Linked DNA regions of Rattus norvegicus: region 2 is linked to region 1. Evidence: chromatin contacts called from public Hi-C data. All regions are on one chromosome and are shown on one strand. The core of a region is the stretch at or near the end of the contact, and the rest is flanking DNA. Distances in the headings are between cores, read along the strand shown.

Region 1 (4,415 bases), core at 811-3,310:
GTTGCTGAAGCTTTCTAGAACTGACACTAGTAAATAAACAAAATATTTATCATAAAAGAAATGAAGACGGGTATAGGGAAATATTTATCTGGGTTGTTATGGAGACGGCACAAGCCATCATAACAGCATTCTTTGCTTTCCATCTGTCAAGTTTGAGCTTGACAGAGCCTTTAGAAACACTCAAAGTCCACCCTAAAGATGAAACAGAGTAAAAATGTTATTTTAAATATGATAGGTTTTTGGCTCAGTTAAAAACCCTTCTGTAACTCAAGAGTGTTTGCCACTGAGTCCCAGCAAAGATAACTAAATGCAATGGAGGTTGGGGAGTCAGGATCGGGGTGGGAGGAGAGTGCTGAGGGCAACTGAGGCCCACCACAGATGTCACAGGGTCACTCCCTGGGTTTGTCATCTCTGGTGTTCTCATGCTCTGCTCGGTGGCCTCACTGAGACTGGGGCATGGAAGGAAGAGGGGTAGGGTTCAGCCTTCTCCTCTTGGCTGAGCAGGATGGGGATCAATGTGCGCTCAGCAGGGGAATGTCTCAGGTGAAGGCCGAGCTGGGCCTTATGCTAATGACTTTCTTCTCAGAGTCTCCCAGCTCAAGAACAGCCAGCCTGCTCCCAGCCCTTGTTTGCTAAGGTTTGAACAGGGAAGCTTTGGCTTCCCATGGTTCCTACCCCATACACCTAACAGAAGTGAATAGATTCTTCCACCAGGCCTACGAATCAGATAATCTTAGGGAACATGGTGCCAGGAGAGTTGGAGGCTCTTGGCCCACAGAGTCTGTTCCTTTCAGATCTAAGAGAAACCTGGAGGGACTCCCAGTCATACCTACCCACCGGGGCCCCAGTGGGAAGGCCACCGAGAGAAGGAAGGTTCCAGAGAAAAATACTTAGCTTTCATAGCCACAAACGAAGGGGAAAGAATCTTACAAAAGACAGGCTCTTGCTCTTTTGACAAGACTAGCCTGAAACTCAAAGCCAGTCGACCTCAGCCTCCTCATACTGGATTACAGGCACCATCAGGCTCACAAGGGATCTGCACGGCCTACCTGACGAAGACTTCCTGCATGTCTGTGGATGTGCAGGGCCCCAGAGTCTGTTCTGTCACCCCTCCCACCACTGCCCTGCAGCTCCTGACTCCCCCCACTTGTCCCCAGTGTCAGGCAGCTCTCCTCTGCCTAAGGAGGGCCTAACTTCTCAGCACATTCTGGCTGCCTTCTCCCCTGCCACAAAAGAAACACGCTGGGCAACCGGACCACTCTGGGAACTCCCTGCAGAAGCTGCGGGGGCAATATCAGTGCCTCTCCCTGCCAAAGGCTGTTCACAGAGGGTACAACTCCAAGAGCAGACGGTTGGTCCGACTGCATGGAAAGTGAGGTGAGGAGAAAAAGACCAGAGGCCCTCGTGGAATGGATGCTGAGGCCCAGGGCAGAGCCCACTCAGGTGCACAGGGTTTGCTAGCGTCCAATCTGCCCACTCAGAAATCTGTCCAGGATGGAGGTAGGTGGGTCGTACCTCTTTCTTGACTTGGGTAGAATGTTTCCTCTGGTTTCCTAACATTCTGAGTCCATGTTGCCTTTGGATGTTTCCTCCCTATCTGTTCGTATCTTTTCTGTCAGTGTATGCTGACCAGAAAATTCCTACTCGATGCTTGGTTGGCCTGCTCAGCTTCGGCTGGCTGCTCTCACGGTCTCGGGCATTTTCTCCAGCTTGGTCTCCCCTAGTCTAACATCTTCATTCCCAAGGCAGTACCCTAGGGGCTGTGTCCTGAACTCCGCTCCTGGCAGGTGCTGGGTTTACTTAGCTGATCTCCACTTCTTGCCAAGACCTTTCTGAAATCCGTCTTTTCCCTCTTCTCCAAATCTAAGCCTTGAGAATCCAAGGGAATGGGGGTTGTTGGGGAAAGGGGAGTGGGCCTTCCAGAGCATGGAGACAGTTACCATAGAGCAGAAGAAATCCTGGTCACTAAAGGGTTATTATTACTCATGCCTAGCTTCTAGTGCCCAGCACTGAGAACGCTCTGTGTGAATCCCCCAGTGCCCAGGAGCTTGGAGAACTGCCCAGCTCCTAGCACCAGCTGCAGGCTGAAGACGGGGCCTGCTTCCTGAGCTAACAGAAACACACAGGGGACACAGTGATGGTGACATTTAAAGTGAACAGAGAGCTCAGACGTGAGGTGGGGGCAGCCAGGGAATAGCCAAGTGGTTATCATAAAGGTGACCAGATGGATGCATTGAGCATAGAGCTGGATTGTTGACCCCTCCCCAACCTCCTGATGAGCTCCATGTTGAAACATGTTGTCCTTTTCATTCTTCTGTCCCCTTTCTTCTTCCCCCCTTCTGTTCTCTGCAGCAGCTCAGTCGTTTCCTCTCCAAACCACAGACAGCACCGCTCTTCTTAGTTGCTGGTGTGTATTCTCTCCAGATGGCCTCCACTGTTTCAGCTGCTGGTGGCCTCCTTCTTGGCCTTTCCTGGAGTGGCAGGTATCACACATACTCCCATAGGTTCTAAAAAGCTCCAGGTCCGTGTTTCAGAATTTTAAAAGAATATACATTTATTGTGTGAGTTATATTTGTGCATCCATACATGCAGGGAAATCAGGGGACAACTTTGTGGGAGTTGGTTCTCTCCTTGCACCACATAGGCCCTAGGGATTGAACTCAGGAAGTCTAGCGTGATGACAGTCTCCTTTATCAGCTGAGCTCATCAGTGGTTTTATTTGTTTGTTTGTTTTTAATTTTTTTCCAAATCCTATTTTTTTTTTTTTTGGTTCTTTTTTTTCGGAGCTGGGGACCGAACCCAGGGCCTTGCGCTTCCTAGGTAAGCGCTCTACCACTGAGCTAAATCCCCAGCCCCTCCAAATCCTATTTTTAATGATGGTTCTTAAATGTTTTTTTTAAAAGACTTATTCATTTATTATATATAAGTACACTGTAGCTGTCTTCAGATACATCAGAAGAGGGCATCGGATCTCTTACAGATGGTTGTGAGCCACCATGTGGTTGCTGGGAATTGAACTCAGGACCTCTGGAAGAGCTGCCAGTGCTCTTAACCACTGAGTCACCTCTCCAGCCCGGTTTTATTTGTTTTTAAGATAAGGTCTTACTATGTGATCCATGGTGCCCTGAGCTCACAGAGATCTGCTTGCTTCTGCCTCCCAAGTTCTGGAATTGAAGGGCTGAGATCACGAAAATGCTGGAATCATTCCCTTGCTAGAATCCAGAATCGAGACTTATTTACTTATTATGTATACGGTATTCTGCCTGCCAGAAGAGGGCACCAGATCGTATTATATATTATAGATGGCGGTGAGCCACCACGGCTTTCTGAGAATTGAACTCAGGCCCTCTGGAAGAGCAGCTAGTGCTCTTAACTTCCAGCCCACCAATCCAAATTCTTTCCTTTTGGATTTTCTTTGATTTGTGATGTGGCCTTCTGAATCGGAGAATATGTTCACTGGGATATGGATGGCATCCTACGGGACAGAGGTGTGTGTGTGTGTGTGTGTGTGTGGTGTTGTGTTTGATTTCTTTGGTTTAGTTTAATAACAAACAAGAAAGGGATGTAAGTCTGTAATCTTCCACTTAGTCTTGTGGTCTTTCCCTGAATTGAACCTTGTCTTTTCTGTCTGTTCATCTCTTCCTGCCCAACCTCGTTCTCCATTCCAATCAGGGAGCTGCCTCACAGTTTCTGAAGGTGACAGGTTTAGCCTCTACTGATTCCTTGCCTTTGTACAGACAACTCCTTCCGCCTGCAACATGCTCTTAGTCTTAGCGCTAAGTCAGATTGCTCCACACTGGAGAGGAGTGGCCTCTGTCATCTTCTCAACTCACTGCCTCTAACAAGCCCTCCCAACATGGTGTAGTGTACTTCCTGGTCCCCCCACGGAATGAGAACTCTGGAGAGAGTGCCTAGCTCACAGTGAAACCTGGAAAGCAGACCAAATACCAGAGAGGCTTGTGCAACGTGCAGTCCTACATCCCTTTACATTAAGAGTGAGCCTCACAGGCCTCCAGGTAGCCTTGTTTCTCAGAACCCAGTCTCGACACCCTTGAGAGTTTAAGAGTAAGCATGTTTACACGTATGTTTACACGTACTGTCAGGAGCAGCAGAGTTGGTACCTGAGTTTGTCTGCGATGAAGATGACCCTCCTTTCCAGAAGTAGGGAGGCAAAAACACTGACCAAGTGTCGGACACTGAGGGAGGAGAACAGAGACTCAAAGTCCACATGCTCTAGCCGGGAGTCCAGCGGTCGGCACAGCTCAATCACCTGCCAGGGAACAGGAGCAGCTGAGGTGGGCTTACACAGCAGGCCGTCCTGGGACTCCCAGGGCCTCTGCACGGGTGGTCCACTAGCATGGGGAAGGGAAAGAAAAGGCAGGAAAAGGGAAGAGAGTGGAGAAGGAGGTGTTAGA
Region 2 (4,415 bases), core at 522-3,021, 83 kb after region 1:
GCTCTGGCATCTCCTAAAGGTTGGTGCCACGATCCTGTAACAGTGCTTTGGAGGCAGACTCGGGCTAGAGCGATGGCTCATCAGTTAAGAGCTCTTCCAGAGGACCCGGGTTTGAGTCCTAGCACTCACATGGCAGCTCACAACTGTGTGTGACTAACTCCAGTCCTAGGGGATGGGCACCAGAGCCTCTGTCGGCACTGCATGAACATGGTGTACAGACATACATCCAGGCAAACTCATAAGGATATATTAAATTTTTAAAAATTAATTCAAAATCAAGTTCAAGGTCTCTCTAAGCTACCAGAGATCCAGTCTCAACAAACGAGTCCCTGAACTGAGCCTGTCTGTGCCTACCAGTAATCCTGAATTTAGAGAGTTAAGGAAAAGAAGAGGACTGTAAGTGTGAGGCCAACCTGGGTCACATACTGAGACCCTGTCTCAAATAAATAAACAACAGGGGCTGGAGAGATGGCTCAGTGGTTAAGAGCACTGACTGCTCTTCCCAAAATCCTGAGTTCAAATCCCAGCAACCACATGGTGGCTCACAACCATCTGTAATGGGATCTGATGCCCTCTATATAATAAATAAATAAATCTTTATAAATAAACAACAGTCTGTTTCTGTTTGTCCTCGGCTTCCTCTCAAAATCTCCACTTCTCTCCCAGTTTAGGCCATCCCCTAAACAGTCTATTCAACTCTTCAGGTGTTTGGTACTGAAGGCTTTTCTATAGTAACCACAGCAGGTGCAAGTGATTCATAACAAATTACTGTAAAGTGCCTATTATAACACTATTACCACACCCCACAATTACCTGTCTTTTGGAGAGCTTAAGTCACCCTGAAAGCCATCAGAGCATGGGCCAGAAGTCAGCCTGCTCCTTCCTCAGCAGACTGATTAAGTCAAGGGACCCTGCATTTTCCTCGTTTCAATCCAGGGCCAAGGAAGGCACTTCATAGCTTCCTGTCTCTGCCCCTCACTACAGGATTCCAGGCGCTGAGCTCCCTCTGGCTCAGCGGTCTGACTCCATATCTCAGTGACTCTCTTGCACAAGACTATATCCTGTGTTGTTAAGAAACTTACCCCTGGGCTCCATCTACTCCCAACTCCATTCTTTGGGGTTGGGGGGGAATGGGAGAAGTAAACTTCAATGTACCCAACTTTCCAACACGGCAAATCCTGACTAGAGCCGTCTGGACTCCCCCACCCCGGCGTACACACTCGGTCTCACACACGCTTACTCACTCACAGGCGCCCGGGAGCTCCGGCACAGCGCAGGGCCCGGCTCTGCCCAGATTCTGCAAGTTTCTTCGGCCCTAAAGTTAGCCCGATCCGGGGAAGAACTATGGATCGCTCCCCGCGCCGGTCCCCGGGGCTCCGAGGAAGCGTCCCCAGCGCCGCCTGCAAAGATCCCCGGCTCGCGCCAATACAGTTTCCTCCTCGCCCCCGCGCGTACCCTCCCGGGTCTCCCGGAGCTCGCCCCGCACTCTAGCGCCCAGCCCTACCTCTCCACGGGAGGCGGCTCCGCGGGTTCTGGGACGCAACTCGCGGTTGCCCGGGGCGGGGGCGGCGGGGACCTGGGGCGCCATGGCCCGCTGCCCTCCGCGCCTTTGTCCGCGCGGCCTCCCCCGGCCGCCGGGAGCCCCTCGAGTCCCCGCCGCGCGCGCTCTCGTCCGGTCCCCGCTGCCTCCGGCCTGGGAGGCGCGTTGCGTCCCCTCCGGCCTCTGGCGCGCGCGGCCCCTTCCTCTGCCTTGGGCTGCGCCGCGACCGTCTGCAGTGACGTGCGCCCCCTCCTCCCGACCCATCCCGCGGCTCCAGTGAGCTAATCCGCAGCTGGCGGGCGCCCGGCCGGTTGCCACAGCAACCACTCTCCCAGGGCCCGCCGCCGAGGGGAGCCACGGTAAACAGGACCTTCTGCCGCACTCACTCGCCCCCTCGCCTTTCAGGGGGTGGGGGAGACGGCGTTTAACCTTTTCTGTGCTGAAGATCGCCACACGGGTTCTCTTCTATCCCCGGCCGAGGTCCATTCTCGAGATGCACTGAGCCAGGGGCCGAAGACCAGATTTAGACAGCACCAAAGCCTCAGCCACGCTCCCTGCCCAGCTTTGTTTCTGGGCAGTTAGAGTGGATGCCTTAGGCAGAATTGGGCTCCACATTTGCCCCCAAGCAACCGACAGTCATGAGATAGGCCTTCGAGACCCACTGCCTCATGTTTGCCCACAAGCAACTCATAGTCATGGGATAAGCTATTAGGACCCAAGGGTCCATATTTGCCCCCAACTGACTCACTCAGGAGATGGGACATAAGGATCCAGGGGCCCACCTCCCTACAAAACTGTACAAAATGGGTCCCAAGTCCTGGTCAGGAAAAGTGATCAAAGGACTGACTTTCCCTGGTCCCACTTCCACAGGGCACAGTTAAAGCACATATACAGGAGGTTTTAAGACAGTATGATTGCCAAATTGAAAATGCTGTGGTCCCCCCTCCCCCGCACCACGAGGGAGCCAACACAGGTTGGGGCATTCTCTGGGGGCTTTGATGGCCAGCGATAGTGAATCAGTTATAGAAGGTGGAGAAACAGGACAGACAGAGAAGGCAGCCTGGAAGAGGAAAGAGTATGACTAGTGACTTTGGGGGAGTCGCCTCATGGTATTTGGGGAACCCTTAAGTGTCCTGGGCAGAATTTGAATATTGTGCTCAAGGCAAAGAGGTCCAAGCAGAGGAATACCAGATAAGTGCTCAGGCCTGACAGTGGCAATTTGTCTGCCCTGTGGGGAGGTGCCAGCCAGTCTCCTTCCTGGCTATTAGAGACCCTCAAGAGTTAACCTATGTTTCTGGAGTGGTCTAGTGGCCTAAGCTTAGGTTAGGGTGGGCAGTTGGGGGTGGTGTGGGAACAGACCCAGACCTGTGACAACTTCACAGAGAGGGTCCCTCAGAAGAAAAATAGAGCTGTATATAAAGAGGAAGGCCTGGCCAGGCATGTCTGTAATCTCAAGACTCAGGAGACTGAGGCAGGAGATCTCTAGTTTGTGTGCAGGGGTGGAGGTAATGAGAGTGGACTTCAGACACCAGGGAACTGGGTCCCAGGCCGGGGAACAAAAAGTTGCATGTCCTTCATAGCTAAGCGGTTTGCTCATTGCAGGAGATCTTTGAGGCCTTCCTAAATTCTTCATGCCACACCCATTTCAATGAAGCACTGTAGACTTTCAGAACAGATATTTGCCAAGTATAAGCTTTTTTTTTAAGTGTTAGCATTCAAAGTATTGCTTTGTTTGCATCTTTCTAAGTTCTCCCTTTCTAAATAAAGATCAAAGGCTTGGCTTCTTGGGGGTTAATTACTCCCAGGGCCACAGGGTACCCTACAGCAGCAAACTGGCAAAGTTCAATGGGAACTGGGCCAGGAGCCCAGCTGGCTGCCTCCCCTGCCCCAAGCGCAGAAGCGCTCCGGGGCCTTTGAGTGTCTGGTTTTCAGATAGCCAGTCTCATCTTAGGTGGACCTGACAAAGCACTGGCTGAGGACCCAGTCCTTTGACAATTCCCAGGCCACAGTTTTATCGTGGAATTCTGGGCTCTAACTCGTCTTAGGAAACTTCGTCTGCATCTGCCCCTGGGTCATATTTTGATGAATGTTACTGGGCCTTTCCCATCCCAGTCTCCTCACTTCCGGTGCTCCCTTACTGCTGGGTCATCCTATGGCTTTGTCTCCAAGACCCAGATCCATTCATTGTCCTGTCCCTCTTTCTCTGTGTGGCCTGTGCTGGCTTGTGCCCATTTTCTCAGCTGCTGGCTTTTGGTCCAACCCAAACCCTGGTGAGTTTCTAGTTTCAGGTAGCAGCCCCCACCCCCACCCCCACTCAGGGTAGGTGCTCTGTCCTGGGGATGCTCCAAATCACATATCTCCTACCTTCCCTGTCTGTCCTCAACCTCTCTCCAAATGAGACCTAAGATAGGCATAAGGTCAGCTTTCTGTATCTACAGGAGAGTGGCTTTACCATCCCCATCCCCCCACCCCCATACCAAAAACATTTGGATGTTCCGACCAGTTCCTTGTAAAAAAAAAAAAAAAGAGGTTTTGCATTTGCATATATCATACGTGAATTCTTCCACACCCTTTAACACATCTCTAGATTATTATTAATTACCTCTATCTAATCCAATGTGTTGTATTAACTATACATTTTTGGAAACTGTGTCTCATATCTCTGGCCCCCAATTTTCTGTGTAGTTGACAAGCACTTTGATCTCCTGACCCCTCTTCTCCTCCTCTCAGGTGTTAGGATTGCAGGTGTGTACCACTGTGCCTGACTTTAGACTCTAATGTTTAGGAGCTGGTGACAAGAAAAGAAAAAGATTATGCATGCCTTGCATGGTGGTGTCCATCTCTAATCCCAGCACTCAGTAGACTGAGGCAGGAG

The links. Hi-C and Micro-C count contacts between places; a contact is called where the count stands out from the background.
Region 2: a Hi-C map of Schwann cells shows a contact between it and region 1, with 3 times the contacts expected there. The contact joins the promoter of Dennd2a here to the enhancer-like site in region 1. A contact is called at or near these places in 7 of 12 Hi-C or Micro-C datasets (the A7r5 cell line, Schwann cells, frontal cortex and 4 more) and 1 of 1 datasets of contacts at active chromatin or transcription factors (oligodendrocytes).

Annotation. Positions count from the first base shown.
Region 1 is chr4:69,213,536-69,217,950 of GRCr8, forward strand. Dennd2a (DENN domain containing 2A) reads right to left here. Exons shown (of 19, transcript NM_001427610.1): 13 at 4,122-4,270. Among named protein-coding and RNA genes, the nearest start is that of Mkrn1, 52 kb to the left of the region's middle. Within about 2 kb of position 2,061, at least 29 of the 93 cell types and tissues checked have an H3K27ac peak or open chromatin away from gene starts, as enhancers often do. A contact at or near this core is called in Schwann cells, where this site is marked.
Region 2 is chr4:69,297,034-69,301,448 of GRCr8, forward strand. It overlaps Dennd2a (DENN domain containing 2A), which reads right to left and starts at 1,772. Exons shown (of 19, transcript NM_001427610.1): 1 at 1,505-1,772.